2 separate regions of the Arachis hypogaea genome follow, and region 1 is linked to region 2. Evidence: chromatin contacts called from public Hi-C data. All regions are on one chromosome and are shown on one strand. The core of a region is the stretch at or near the end of the contact, and the rest is flanking DNA. Distances in the headings are between cores, read along the strand shown. Region 1 overlaps LOC112710532 (probable beta-D-xylosidase 2). Region 2 holds the start of LOC140175071.

What was found. A called contact is a pair of places that touch in the nucleus more often than the background predicts.
Region 1: a Hi-C map of leaf shows a contact between it and region 2, with 2.8 times the contacts expected there. The contact joins the enhancer-like site here to the promoter of LOC140175071 in region 2. A contact is called at or near these places in 3 of 8 Hi-C or Micro-C datasets (leaf and an unstated tissue).

The regions. Positions count from the first base shown.
Region 1 is chr9:16,584,525-16,591,131 of arahy.Tifrunner.gnm2.J5K5, reverse strand. LOC112710532 (probable beta-D-xylosidase 2) reads left to right here. Exons shown (of 8, transcript XM_072202645.1): 3 at 503-672; 4 at 752-849; 5 at 1,473-1,823; 6 at 2,931-3,025; 7 at 4,667-4,985; 8 at 5,444-6,376. The coding sequence ends at 6,051. Among protein-coding and RNA genes, the nearest start is that of LOC112710532, 10 kb to the left of the region's middle. Within about 2 kb of position 4,796, at least 2 of the 3 cell types and tissues checked have open chromatin away from gene starts, as enhancers often do.
Region 2 is chr9:16,493,662-16,500,673 of arahy.Tifrunner.gnm2.J5K5, reverse strand. LOC140175071 reads left to right here and starts at 3,636. Exons shown (of 4, transcript XM_072201980.1): 1 at 3,636-3,762. The coding sequence starts at 3,636. LOC140174946 (a long non-coding RNA gene) reads right to left here and starts at 3,573. Exons shown (of 2, transcript XR_011865098.1): 1 at 3,442-3,573; 2 at 2,922-3,194. It overlaps LOC112710529, which reads left to right. Exons shown (of 4, transcript XM_025762779.3): 4 at 1-338. The coding sequence ends at 115.

The DNA.
Region 1 (6,607 bases), core at 3,547-6,046, 89 kb before region 2:
ATGATTGGACATCTAACAATATTGTCTCTTTTTTTTTCAGCTAACTTACGATCTAATCCTTTATTCATTATGAGTTTCATGATGATTACTTGGTAGGCAATTATGCGACGTAACGAAATCAGTTATTATTCAACTTGCCTTTGTGTCAAAATCAACTCTAGTCACATCAATTTGTGTAGTATGCTTGAATTGTCAGTATTTCGTTTTTTTTTTATACGAAAACCAGAAAGAGCAATGTTAGGGCCAGCAATTTTTGTGATTATTAGCCATCAATTAACCATCAATGATAATTTGATGGTGTGAGATTGGTGTGAGATTTCATCCAATGACTCACATTTCTCTACTAGTTAAATGCTGGCCAAAATTCAACAAAACTGCTGGTCCTCTAGACTTTTCCAACCAAAAAATCATAATCGAATTAAAATATAATTTCAAAAAAAACGAAAATAAACGTTCATTGGTTATATGTTGTCAGAATTAAAATGTGGGTGATAATGCGCAGGTTAGCAAGCAGGATATAGAGGACACATTCGATGTGCCATTCAGGATGTGTGTGAAGGAAGGCAAAGTGGCAAGTGTTATGTGTTCATACAATCAGGTGAATGGTGTTCCTACTTGTGCTGATCCCAACCTCTTAAAAGGAAGAGTTCGTGGCCAATGGCGTCTAAATGGGTAAGCTAGCATCAAAATCAATGCTTAATTTAGGCTCTAATAGAGGTTAATTAATTGTGTTTTGCTTCGTTATGGTTAGGTACATTGTATCAGATTGTGACTCTGTTGGGGTGTTTTATACCAATCAGCATTATACGTCAACACCAGAAGAAGCTGCTGCAGATGCCATCAAGGCAGGTTAGTCAAATTCAATTCAATTTTCATGGATTAAACTCCTCAAAGTAAAAACTAACTATATATTTTACTTTTATTAAAACATCTTTATATAAATATATTTGGTTAAATAAAAGTGTCTTTATAAAAATAATATTATTTGAAAAAAACATAAATAAGTTGTTAATTTTTTAATTTAAAAATATTTTGACTAATTAAAAATATAAAAACGTCTCTGATCTTTTAAAATATAAGATATTTAATTTTTTCGTCTAAAATATATAAAGACAAATCATTTCTCTAAATAAATTTAAATGTCTCTTATTTTAGAAAATAATGGACATTTTTATATTTTTAATTCATCCATAATTTATTTGTCTTCGAGATAAAAAAATCAAGGACGTATTTATCGCTTATTCTAAATTTTAACTAAACTATCTAATAATTCATAATATTATTTTCTCGGACAATAAGAAATGACTATAATACAACCAAAAAATGGCATGCATAGGTAAGTTAAGTAAATAGAAAAATCGTTGAGTGGCAGATTCAAGGCATTTCGTCGTTATCGTGTAACAAATAATAATGGATGCGTATACAAAAAGTGAGATAGATAATAGGGTTGTTTTGTTTTGATAATGTTACAGGGTTGGATCTAGACTGTGGGCCATTTCTAGCAGTACACACAAAGAACGCATTGGAAAAAGGGTTAGTAACAGAAGGTGACGTTAACGGTGCATTGGCGAACACAATAACAGTACAGATGAGGCTAGGAATGTTCGATGGGGAGGCATCAGCGCAGCCATATGGGAAGTTGGGTCCGAGAGATGTGTGCACAGCAGCTCACAAAGAGCTTGCAGTTGAAGCAGCGAGACAAGGGATTGTGCTACTCAAGAACCGTGGTCCCTCCTTGCCCCTCTCTCCAAGGCGTCATCAAACTGTTGCTGTCATTGGACCCAACTCTAATGTCACTGTTACCATGATTGGTAACTATGCTGGTAATCCCATCTCCTATTCCTTTAAGAAATGAAAACGTCTAACACAATTTGAGTATATCCTCTTCTTTTCTTTGTTCATATTTCCAAGTAGTGAAAAAAGAACTTATAATATGGTGTATGTGAATGGCTGTGTGTATTATATATGACAAAAGAAAAGTCCATCCATCATTTGTTACCCTAAGATTAACTTTAGATAATATATAAAAGAATATAAAAGATAAAATAAGAACAAATGTTCTGAAAATTGGATTAGATCAATTAGGTCAACCGAATTAATTTGGAATTGATCACTGATTAGTTTTGTTCTAATAAAAAAAATTGGTGTTAATGATGAACGATAAAAAATCAATAAACTAGTTGAATCAATATATTTTTCCTGTGAAAATATGTTAAAAAAAATTAAAAAGAAAAACATTTCCCTAAAAAGCATATTTTATTTATGAATATCAGTATAATTCCGATTAAATATCTAAATCTTTGAATATCTAGTTTCACATGTTCAATGACTAATCCAATTTTCATAATCTCAAAAGAAAAAAAAAATACAAAATGTTGAAATTTCATGCGTATTAGAAAAAAAAAATTGGTCCTGCTAGTATCTCTAAAACCAAACCAGTTTGTATGCCAGTTTCTATTTCTGCACACATATCGAAATGCAAACAAAACATACTCTCATTTTACCGGCAGATGAATTGATGATCAACATAACATAGCGTTTGTTTTATAATATTGGGATGAGAATTGAGAGAATAAAATTTAATATTATGTTTATTGATTTAAGTATTAAAATTTTAATTTTTATCTTCAAAATTTTAGTTTAGTACTTCTAAAGAATGGAGACATAAAAACTGAAATTTTTAGAGACAAAAATTGAAAATAATATTTTATATTTAAAATACTCTAATTTTAATTAATTAATTTTAATTTTATTCTTTGTACAAATTAAATTAGAATTTTATTCTTATTTCAATTACTGTCTTTCATTTTACACCAAACACAATACTAAAACTTATTTCAATCTCTATCTTTCAATCTGTGTCTCTCCATCATAATCTCTTTAGTGTCTGTTTTTCTTCCAAATACTATCCAACCATGTTATTTATTTAGGTATTGGTTGTGAGTACACAAGTCCCTTGCAAGGAATAGGAAGATACGCCAAGACTATTCATGAGCCTGGTTGTACAAATGTTGCTTGTTCCAATTGTTAGGATTTGGTTGAATTAGTCCCACATTGCTTAGGATAGCAAATGGAGTGGGTGGCCTAGGCTATAAATATGAGGCTAAGTTCTCCATTTGTTTTTGCACCAGTCAGAAACACTTTAAGCTTGTATCTGATTTTTCTTTTCCTCTGTACTCTTTGATTAGAGAGTGTTGTGAGGTGTAGTTAGATATTTGCTTTGAAAGAGTGTGGGTGTACTGGGGTGCCGGTGAGAGAAAGAAGTCTATGTGTTGTAACAATTTTCACATAGTGATATTCTCTGGTTGTCATTTGACAACGGCCGTGGTTTTTTCTCCGGTAATTGGAGTTTCCACGTTAAATTCTTGTGTTGTGATTGTGTCTATTTTATTTCTCTGTCAAAGGTGTTTTCTCAAGGGGGAATTGTGTCTTATTCCCAACAAGTGGTATCAGAGCTTCGGTTCGGTGGGATTTATTCTTAGTATGCTCTGTGGTTGCAGCCTAGTCTAATCTCTTTGGTTGCTGTTGTTGTTGCTGGAAGGCAGTGTGACTCTGTGAGAGTGCAGTTTGGAAAAGGTTCTGGCTAAGGAAAGACTTGGTATTTAAGTGTGTCCATTGTGACCCACCTCTCTTTCCTGGGGACCCTTCCTAGTGCACGGTCTACAGTTGAGTTATAATATTCCAGTATACGGTTGCAACAATGTCTGGATATTCAAGTGCTGTGAAGCTTGAAATAGAGAAATTTGATGGAAGAATCAATTTTGGCTTGTGGCAAGTACAAGTCAAGGATGTGTTGATACAATCAGGTTTGCACAAGGCGTTGAAGGAGAAGATCTCTGGTTGCTCTCTCTATGAGAGAAGATGATGTTCTCTAGAAGACAAGAAGTATCCTCATGGTATTACCGCACTGCCATGGATAAGGATGAGTTGTGGCAATCAGGTCCACAATTGCACACGGGCATTGGTTGGCGTTGAGATGCAAGGTGTGTGGCGGAGTTAGGTCGATGGCTGAAGAACTTCCAGGAAAAGCCAATTTGGAAGTTGCACCATGAATTTTCAGCAAGGTTTCGATCTGTACCAAGGCGAAATTCTTGGAGTGGTCTAATTCCAAGTGAGTATACTTTCATGGTGGAGTATGATAGTTCTCTGAACTATGATTGTCGGTATAGACAATGGCAGCAAAGAATTGTCGGTGTTGACAATGGAAGCTGAAGATGTGTGACTATTTCAATCAAGGTGGAGATTGTTAGGATTTGGTTGAATTAGTCCCACATTGCTTAGGATAGCAAATGGAGTGGGTGGCCTAGGCTATAAATATGAGGCTAAGTTCTCCATTTGTTTTTGCACCAGTCAGAAACACTTTAAGCTTGTATCTGATTTTTCTTTTCCTCTGTACTCTTTGATTAGAGAGTGTTGTGAGGTGTAGTTAGATATTTGCTTTGAAAGAGTGTGGGTGTACTGGGGTGCCGGTGAGAGAAAGAAGTCTATGTGTTGTAACAATTTTCACATAGTGATATTCTCTGGTTGTCATTTGACAACGGCCGTGGTTTTTTCTCCGGTAATTGGAGTTTCCACGTTAAATTCTTGTGTTGTGATTGTGTCTATTTTATTTCTCTGTCAAAGGTGTTTTCTCAAGGGGGAATTGTGTCTTATTCCCAACACCAATGACAAGCAGTTTGGGTCAGCACTAAACGCTGCCCGTCAAGCAGATGCAACGGTTCTAGTAATGGGCCTTGACCAGTCTATTGAAGCTGAAACTGTTGACAGAGCTGACCTACTTCTTCCTGGGCATCAACAAGAGCTTGTCTCAAAGGTTGCAGCAGCTTCAAGAGGCCCAACAATTTTGGTCTTGATGTCTGGTGGGCCTGTTGATGTAACTTTTGCTAAGAATGATCCGAAAATTGCGGGTATATTGTGGGCTGGGTATCCGGGCCAAGCTGGTGGTGCAGCCATTGCAGATATCTTGTTTGGTGCTGCCAACCCAGGTATCTAAAAAACACCAAAAAGAAAATTAAAATTTCTTTTGTTTTCATTCCTTTATGCAATACTCTAATTGCCCATGGTTACTGAGTTTCTTATACTTATGTTGAAAATATGATGACATGATAATTCATGCTAAAGTCTCCCTATTACCTATGCAGAAAGAAGGTAACAATATAAAATACACGATATAAAATATATATTAAAAATAAATTAAATTATATACATACATAATAATTAACTTTTTATGTTCACACAGTATTTTTATTTATTTATTTATTGATATGTGAACGGCTCATTGTTACATTATGTTAAACATTAATAAATATCTAAAATTATTAACAATCATAGCACGTATATATTAAAAATTAGTCACTAATATAAAATGAACATTAAAAATAAATTAAATAATATACGTATGTATATAGAGTTAAATAACATATGAGTGGTTGAATTTGTTCAGGAGGCAAGCTTCCAATGACATGGTATCCAGAAGAGTACCTTAAGAGCTTAGCAATGACAGATATGGCAATGCGTCCAAGACGAAGCAAAGGGTACCCTGGAAGAACCTATCGATTTTACAACGGTCCAGTTGTGTACCCTTTTGGTTACGGATTATCCTACTCTCACTTTCTTCACACTCTCGCTAGCGCGCCAAAGACGGTCTCAGTTCCCGTTCATGGCCACCGCCATGGAAACACCACAAACATCTCTAACAAAGCAATTAGAGTGACACATGCACGATGCGCCAAGCTCTCAGTTAGCCTCCACATTGATGTCAAGAATGTTGGCTCCAAAGATGGCTCTCACACGCTCTTAGTGTTCTCGGCGCCCCCGGCCGGTAATGGCCACTGGGCGCCGCACAAGCAGTTGGTGGCGTTTGAGAAGGTCCGTGTTCCTGCTAAGTCGCAGCAGCGAGTCAAGATTAATATTCATGTTTGCAAGCTTTTGAGTGTGGTTGATAGGTCTGGGACAAGGAGAATTCCAATGGGGGTGCATAATCTTCACATTGGTGATGTTAAACATTCATTGTCCGTACAAGCAGAAACACTTGGGATTATCAAGTCCTAAGAAACAATAATTTTTTCCATAATCTTCATGTAAGTGTATTATAACCATCAATTTGCTCATATGTTATGGATAAGAAGAAGCTAGCTAAGGGATTGGAATTGGATACTACTTTAGATTGATTCATTAAGCATTGTGGAATAAAGTATTAGGGTTTATTGCAATTTTTGGAGAAGGGATCAAGCAAATGTATTGTTCTCTACTCCCAAATTTATTTGCCATATATGTTGACCACTTCATGTGGTCTGATTTGTGTTCTTATTAGTTGTACGCTGATTGTAATCACTTATAGTTTATTTCATCATTATTGCAAGATTGATTGTAAGAATTGCATTGGCTTTATATATCTATATATATCATGAAACAACCAATGACACCTTCAAAAATAAATAATATATATATAATCAACGAAAACTTACTAAATTCTAAAAATAAAAATATCTTTTTTTTAATTTTACTTGCAAAAAATTGTATAAAAATTTAATCTCTAAAATATTTTTTAAAAAATATATATTTATTGTTAGATATTTGTATCGCATTTTTAAATTATTTAAAAAAA
Region 2 (7,012 bases), core at 2,387-4,886:
TCCTTCGTTGCTTCAAGGAATGTTTTGTAGGGACCTATCTATGGTTGGAAACTTGCTTTCTCAAGCTGGGTTTAACCCTTCTATTCCCATGAAGTATGAGGCTTTGAGTTGCTAGCTAGTTCAATCATGGTTCGCACCAAAAGATTAAAGATGAGAAAAATTGCAGAAAGAATATCTGATTTCAATAACTTAACTATCTTGTATAAAAGGGTTGATAAATTTGAAGAGTACCACCGGAAAATTTTGTAACCTTTTGTTTTGTTATTTTATATTTATATAAGATGTTGTATAGAGTATATTTATGAATGAAATTGAAACGTAGTTTAATTATCATTTAATTTGACTTCTACTTTTAAAGATATTTAGGTATAGAATTTTATTTAATCGATTATTTATTATATACTATTAATTTTATAATTAAAATATATCATATGTCATTTTTTTATTGTAATTAAAATTAACTTTTTTTCTAAAATTAAAAAATTCTCTCATTTTCTCTTTTCCTTTTTCTGTATCTCATTCATTCACTCACTTTATCTTTTTTATATATCATTATCAATAATTAATTACAAATTTAATAATCAAATTGTGTAACATAACACTCTCTAATTGTAATTAAAATCAAACTAAAATTAAAATATTAAAATTCAAAGCTATATTACTAATTTGATTAACAACCAAAATATGTTACACGACACTTTTTAATTAAATATGAGATAAAATATTTTCTTCTAAAATTAATAAATTCCTTTTCTCTATCATTTCCACTATATATATATAACTTATAATTTATAATTTATATTTTATATTACTAATTTGACAAATCAAAATATGTTACGAAATATTTTTTATTACAATTAAAATAAAATATTTTCCTCTAAAATTAACAAATTCCATCTCTCCTTCTTCTTTATCTTTCTCTCTCTTTTCTCTCTTATTTTCTATATCTATCTACCTTTCTCTTTCACAAATAAATAAATTTAATAAAATAATATAATTCAAATAAATTCATAATTATAAGAAATACATTAAATTTAAAATTAAATATAACTAAAAAATAATTGTGTAATATTATTACATAAAAAATATATTACTATTATAATTATTATATACATACTATTTTAGTTTTTTTTATTAAGTTTTAAATTTTTATCATTTATTTTTTTATTCTATATATTTTTTTAAATATTTATTATTTATAATTTGAAGAGAAAATCTTGAAAATATAGGATACACATACAGACAATCCATTCATGTTCTAATTCTGAAATTACACGGAATCTGTTGGTTTAGATTGGGATATTTTTCTAGTATCATGGCTATTTAGTTGTCCACTCTAAAAAAATGCACACAACAAAATTCTAAAATCATTTTAGTTTTAAAAAAAGCATTGTTATTATATGTGTAATTTATGCACCACATAGACCTTATGCACATTATTTATATTAGAACTCCTTTGTTTATACTTTTTGAACTTTGAACCTTTATCATCAATTCTTGAATTCTACATACAAACATCTCATATAACATGATTAAGTAAGTATAATTTTAACTAAATAAAAATAAAATGTATATGTAATAAAATCTAAAAATAAAATATATATGTAATAAAATGGCCACAGATTACTATATTTGAAAAAAAAATATTTTTTAAGAAAGTTAAACACTTCAGGTTAAACAAAGAAATAAAGATAGAAAAAAATGGAAAAATAGAAAGTCAGGTTTATATATTAAAATCGACATTAACATACTCATTAGCCTTAACTTCATTCTTATTCTGTTGTATAGTTAATTCATTTGTTTCATTGTCACTAAAATATATGTAATGTATACTGTGAACATTACTTTTATGTTTTATCATTGTTTTGGTGATTTGTATTTTCCTGACAATAATTCTACAATATAATAAAATATATTAGACAATATTTAAATAAATAAGTAAAAAAATTTTAAAAATTTGATAAAACAAAAAATTAAAATTATCTTCACATCATTCAGATCATCGTTAGTGATGATCAGTATGTTAGATGCTTTTATTACATAACTCTAGACACCTTTAAATCGTATGACCACAACGTGTATAATGAAAACACTTACGAAATTTTGTCACTCAGTTATTTTGACGAGGAGATTCTTTTGTCTTCACAACAATATAATTCGATCACTGACCAAACCCGCATTAGAAAGAATCTTGGGGTCAGGATCACGTTTCTTTTTAAACTTTTAGATTAGTCCAAAAATGTCATCTCTAATCTCCATGAAGTCATCTTAGTTCTTTGATGCCAATTCATACAATGTGAAACACAATGTTACTAGAGCACCATATCTAATACCAGCAATATTTTTAGAGTCAGTATCCTCGAATGTCACAACTAGAAAATTGCTTAATACAGATAGATTTACAGACGTATTTGGTCTTTATTACAGACGGATTTTCGGTTACCGACGAATTTTGTCACTCTGTAAAGGCCTCGTCGAAAATTATTTACCGACAGATTTTTTTCGTCGGTAATTTACCGACAAATTTTTATCAGTTACTGACAGATTTTTTCTCGGTAAATTCTCCCCTCCATTTCCCTAGAACGTCAAACTTTCCGATGAATATTTTATCGATAATTAGAGACAGATTTTCTGATAGATTTTTCGTCGGTTATTAGAGACAGATTTTCCGACGAATTTTTCATCAGTAATTAGAGACAGATATTCTGACGGATTTTCCGTCGGTAATTAGAACCTTGAAAAAGTATTCCAAACTCTGAATACAAACAAAAAATCAGTTTGTAAATCCGTTAGTAAAATAAAATAGAATTTTTTATAGATTTTTTCATTACAAAATAAACCTGTTTTCATACAAAATAAATATAAATTTAATAAATACAAATTTTTATCTAATTTGTATTCGAATATTTATAATATTTCAAAAAATAAACAAATTCATCGTATTATCAGACTAAAAGAAAAGTACTATATACATGTAAGTCAATATAATTCAAAACATAAATAAAGTGTATTGATACATCAACTATAATTCTCAGTATATTATTCAACCATACTAAAACTATCGGCTATAGTTTTCAGTGTCATCTTCATCCTCATCATCATCATAGTCCTCATCCGAAGAGATTGAGGATGGCAGCCGTGGCGGTGGTAGTGGAACAGCACTTGTGCACATCATTCCGGCAAAGAATAAGATCCTGAGTAGTAGAATGAATGCATTGTTTGTTAGACCTAGCACTTGTAGAGTTTGTAGTTACTACGACTACTTATCAACCAAATTGGAAACTGAAGAACAAAAAGTACAATAAAGTTCAGGAAAACGATGTGTTATTAGTTTTTACATACAGATTATGGCATGTTTTAGTTTATAGCAACAGAAAATGAAGAATGAAAATTATTTACTTCTTTTGCAAATTGATACGCATCTAGACATTACACACCAACCTGGACTCAATCCTTTGTCACACTCATTCAAGTAGACTTCAAGCTACCATGTTAGAATAACATGTAACTGAGTAAATTTTGTCTGAATACCCATCATTCCTACCAACAAAAATTCATACGTTATAATGACACAAGTGAAGTACCAATATCCACCAAATAAAAGATAAAGATATCTACTGTGATACACAGCCAAAATGAATCTGGAACTTCTCAAGAACCGATCCTATAAGATTACTTCTCAGTACTCTGGAAACAATTCAACAATTGAGGATCAAAAAGGCATTGCTATCAGCTTTCTCCCATTGCTAAGAGCATTTCTTAGTGAGGCATTATTAACTCATAAAATAAAAAATAAAAAGAAAAAGAAAAAAGATGCAAGCCAGGGTCAGGGGATTAATATTGAACTTTTCTTTTATGGATTAAATTTTAATATGAGCAATATAGAGGACTTAAGAACCTGGAGAAACAAGTTGAACTTGCATCACTTAAGAACCTGGACCCAAGGTAATTAATTAAAGTAAATTTCCATGGTTTTTAATAATGAAAATTCTAGATCTAATAATTGAACTTGGGCTTAAATATTAAATAATCAGTGGAATCAAATTAATAATAGTTTTGTGTTTTATGATGGTCATCACAGGTTGTACTTATCATGAGGAAGCATAATCTATTTAAAAGCAAGAAGGAGAGTATAAGTACCTTGCTTAAATATTAAAATAGATATATTTTTACCCTTGCCAACATTGGATCATGTGTTTTATTGGGAGAGTCAGCAGACACTTCACGTTCTGTTGAAGGAAGAAAACTTCTATCACAAAATTAAATATATAGAAGATTATAGACAGTGACATTTTGCGCAAAAGCAGAGTTAACTTTCTGCTAACATGATGCTAACTAAAGAGGGAAGGAAATGCCATAAACTATTAACAATAACAATAACAATAAGCATAATATTTGAGTCCTATTAATTATTAAGGATAAGAACAGAGTGTAGTAAAGGCTGATGAAGAGACTGATAAAAGTTGAAAGGGCAGAAAAGCAAAGGCGCAGAGATAATTTAACTATTTAAGAATAATGACACACCAGATGCATTAAATAATTTTTCTGGGCCAATCCCTTCCATTATTGGAAAATTAGTAAATGGAATAGATCAAAGAAGTGGATAATTTTGGTGAATAATTATAGAATAATACAAGTTCTATTATTAAAGTTGCCTGGCCATATAACTATTCATAATTTTGGTGAATAAAGGGCTATTTAAGTTGCCTGGCCAGACAAACAACATTTCTAAAGCCAGATCCCATATAACTATTCATAGCAAAATTCAGAACTTAATGCTGAGGTAGAAAACATCACCTTTATGACCTCTGCCTCTGTCAATGCTGAGGTACCACCAATAATGTCAAAATCTCCCTGCGAGAAATGATTTCATAATGAAGGGTCTTAAGATACAATAAACCACCCCTCAAGAATCTTGTGTTTCAAGTATAGATATATAGTACACGTTGCATGCAAGCAGGATGTATTGACTTAGTCTTTTTCCTAAGATGTAATGTGTAGCTTTGGAAACATAACACATCCTTGCAGGTCCAATTTCCAACTTGAGAAAAATAAAATGCCTATTACAAGTCTTCCAAAGCACAAGCAAACCATCAAAATATTAACCAAAGATGTGTATAGAAAATGGTTTAGAATACCGAAAAAAATTATCTGAGAAATATGGAAGTACAGAAATACCAAGGTTGTAAGTGAAGGATTACCATGTGTTCATAACACGCAGCGGAAGAAAGGAAGGTAATCCTTAAAGATCTATTTTGTGCTTAAATTTTTATTTCAATAATAAATCTCATACTATATATAGGTATGCCAAGAGTAGAGGTAAACATGAGAAAGATAGAGAGAATAACAAGGGTTGTTATTCCTTTACCTCTATGCACATAAATGTATGTGAGACTAATTCTTAGAGAAGAATTTTATGGTGTGCAAAGAGTTGTAAGATGTTTCTCAATTTAGATTAGATGTCCATTGGTCAAGGGGTTGACAGCAAATGTTGGTCTCGGTGTGGATACGCATAGTGCCTTCGTACCATCGAAGGAGAAACAGATTTTTACTAGCGTACTCAGGTATTTAAATCTGATATACTATTATATTATATTATAGGAATAAAGTTTACGCACAAAATAGATCTTTAAGAATTACTTTCTTTTCTTCCGCTGCGTGTTATGAACACATGGTAATCCTTCAGTGGTATCAGAGCTTTGGCTTTTTGTGTTTAAATTTTTATTCCTATTTTCTTAAAGTTTGTGAATTAATATGATTAATTCAAATTATTTGTTAAGCATGTGATGTATTTATTTTCATTGAGATAGTTTTTTTTAATAAATTAATAGTTAATTTATTTTAATTATTTAATTGTGATTAAATGATCATTCTTTTAATATAAAAGTTATATTTATAATAAAATATTTTGTTTAATTTTATTTATTAAATTTTAGTGTGATTTTGATCACAATAAAAGGAATAAGATGCAAAATATCAAACGTTAGTACATGAAAAATCAAATTTTGATTTGATTGATGTGTTTTGAACACTATAATTTTAGAAATTAGTTTTTTCTAATATTCTTGATTATAAAGAGCGGCCTGACAACCAGGAGTTTTATTTTCAAAATAATAATCAGTGTATACATTTGATGTATTAAGGATTAAATTTTATTGTTTTTCCTAGACAACCTGGGAGTATAAAAATTTAATCCAAGAATATTGGTAGAAATTCTCTAACAATTGAGATAAATTCTAAAAGTTAGGATATTGTCAAAAATAAATTTATCTTTTATTTACAAGGAACGACCTGACAACCAGAAGACTTGTAATCACGGATAGAATTTATTCATATATATGATGATGCATAAGGAGAATTAATTTTATACTTGAACCTAGACAACCTAGGAGTATAAAGTATAATTCAGTTAAATAATTGTCTGACAACCAGATAATTATTTGAGATTATAATTATATGGGATATAATTTAATCATGTTTATTTGGAATAGGTATGAGTAACAACTTGACAACCTGACTCTGATACCACTGAAGGATTACCATGTGTTCATAACACGCAGCGGAAGAAAAGAAGGTAATCCTTAAAGATCTATTTTGTGCTTAAATTTTAAAATCAACAACAAATCTCATACTATATATAGGTATGCCAAGAGTAGAGGTAAACATGGGAAAGATAGAGAGAATAACAAGGGTTGTTATTCCTTTACCTCTATGCACATAAATGTATGTGAGACTAATTCTTAGAGAAGAATTTTATGGTGTGCAAAGAGTTGTAAGATGTTTCTCAATTTAGATCAGATGTCCATTGGTCAAGGGGTTGACAGCAAATGTTGGTCTCGGTGTGAATACGCATAGTGCCTTCGTACCATCGAAGGAGAAACAGATTTTTACTAGCGTACTCAGGTATTTAAATCTGATCTACTATTATATTATATTATAAGAATAAAGTTTACGCACAAAATAGATCTTTAAGGATTACTTTCTTTTCTTCCGCTGCGTGTTATGAACACAT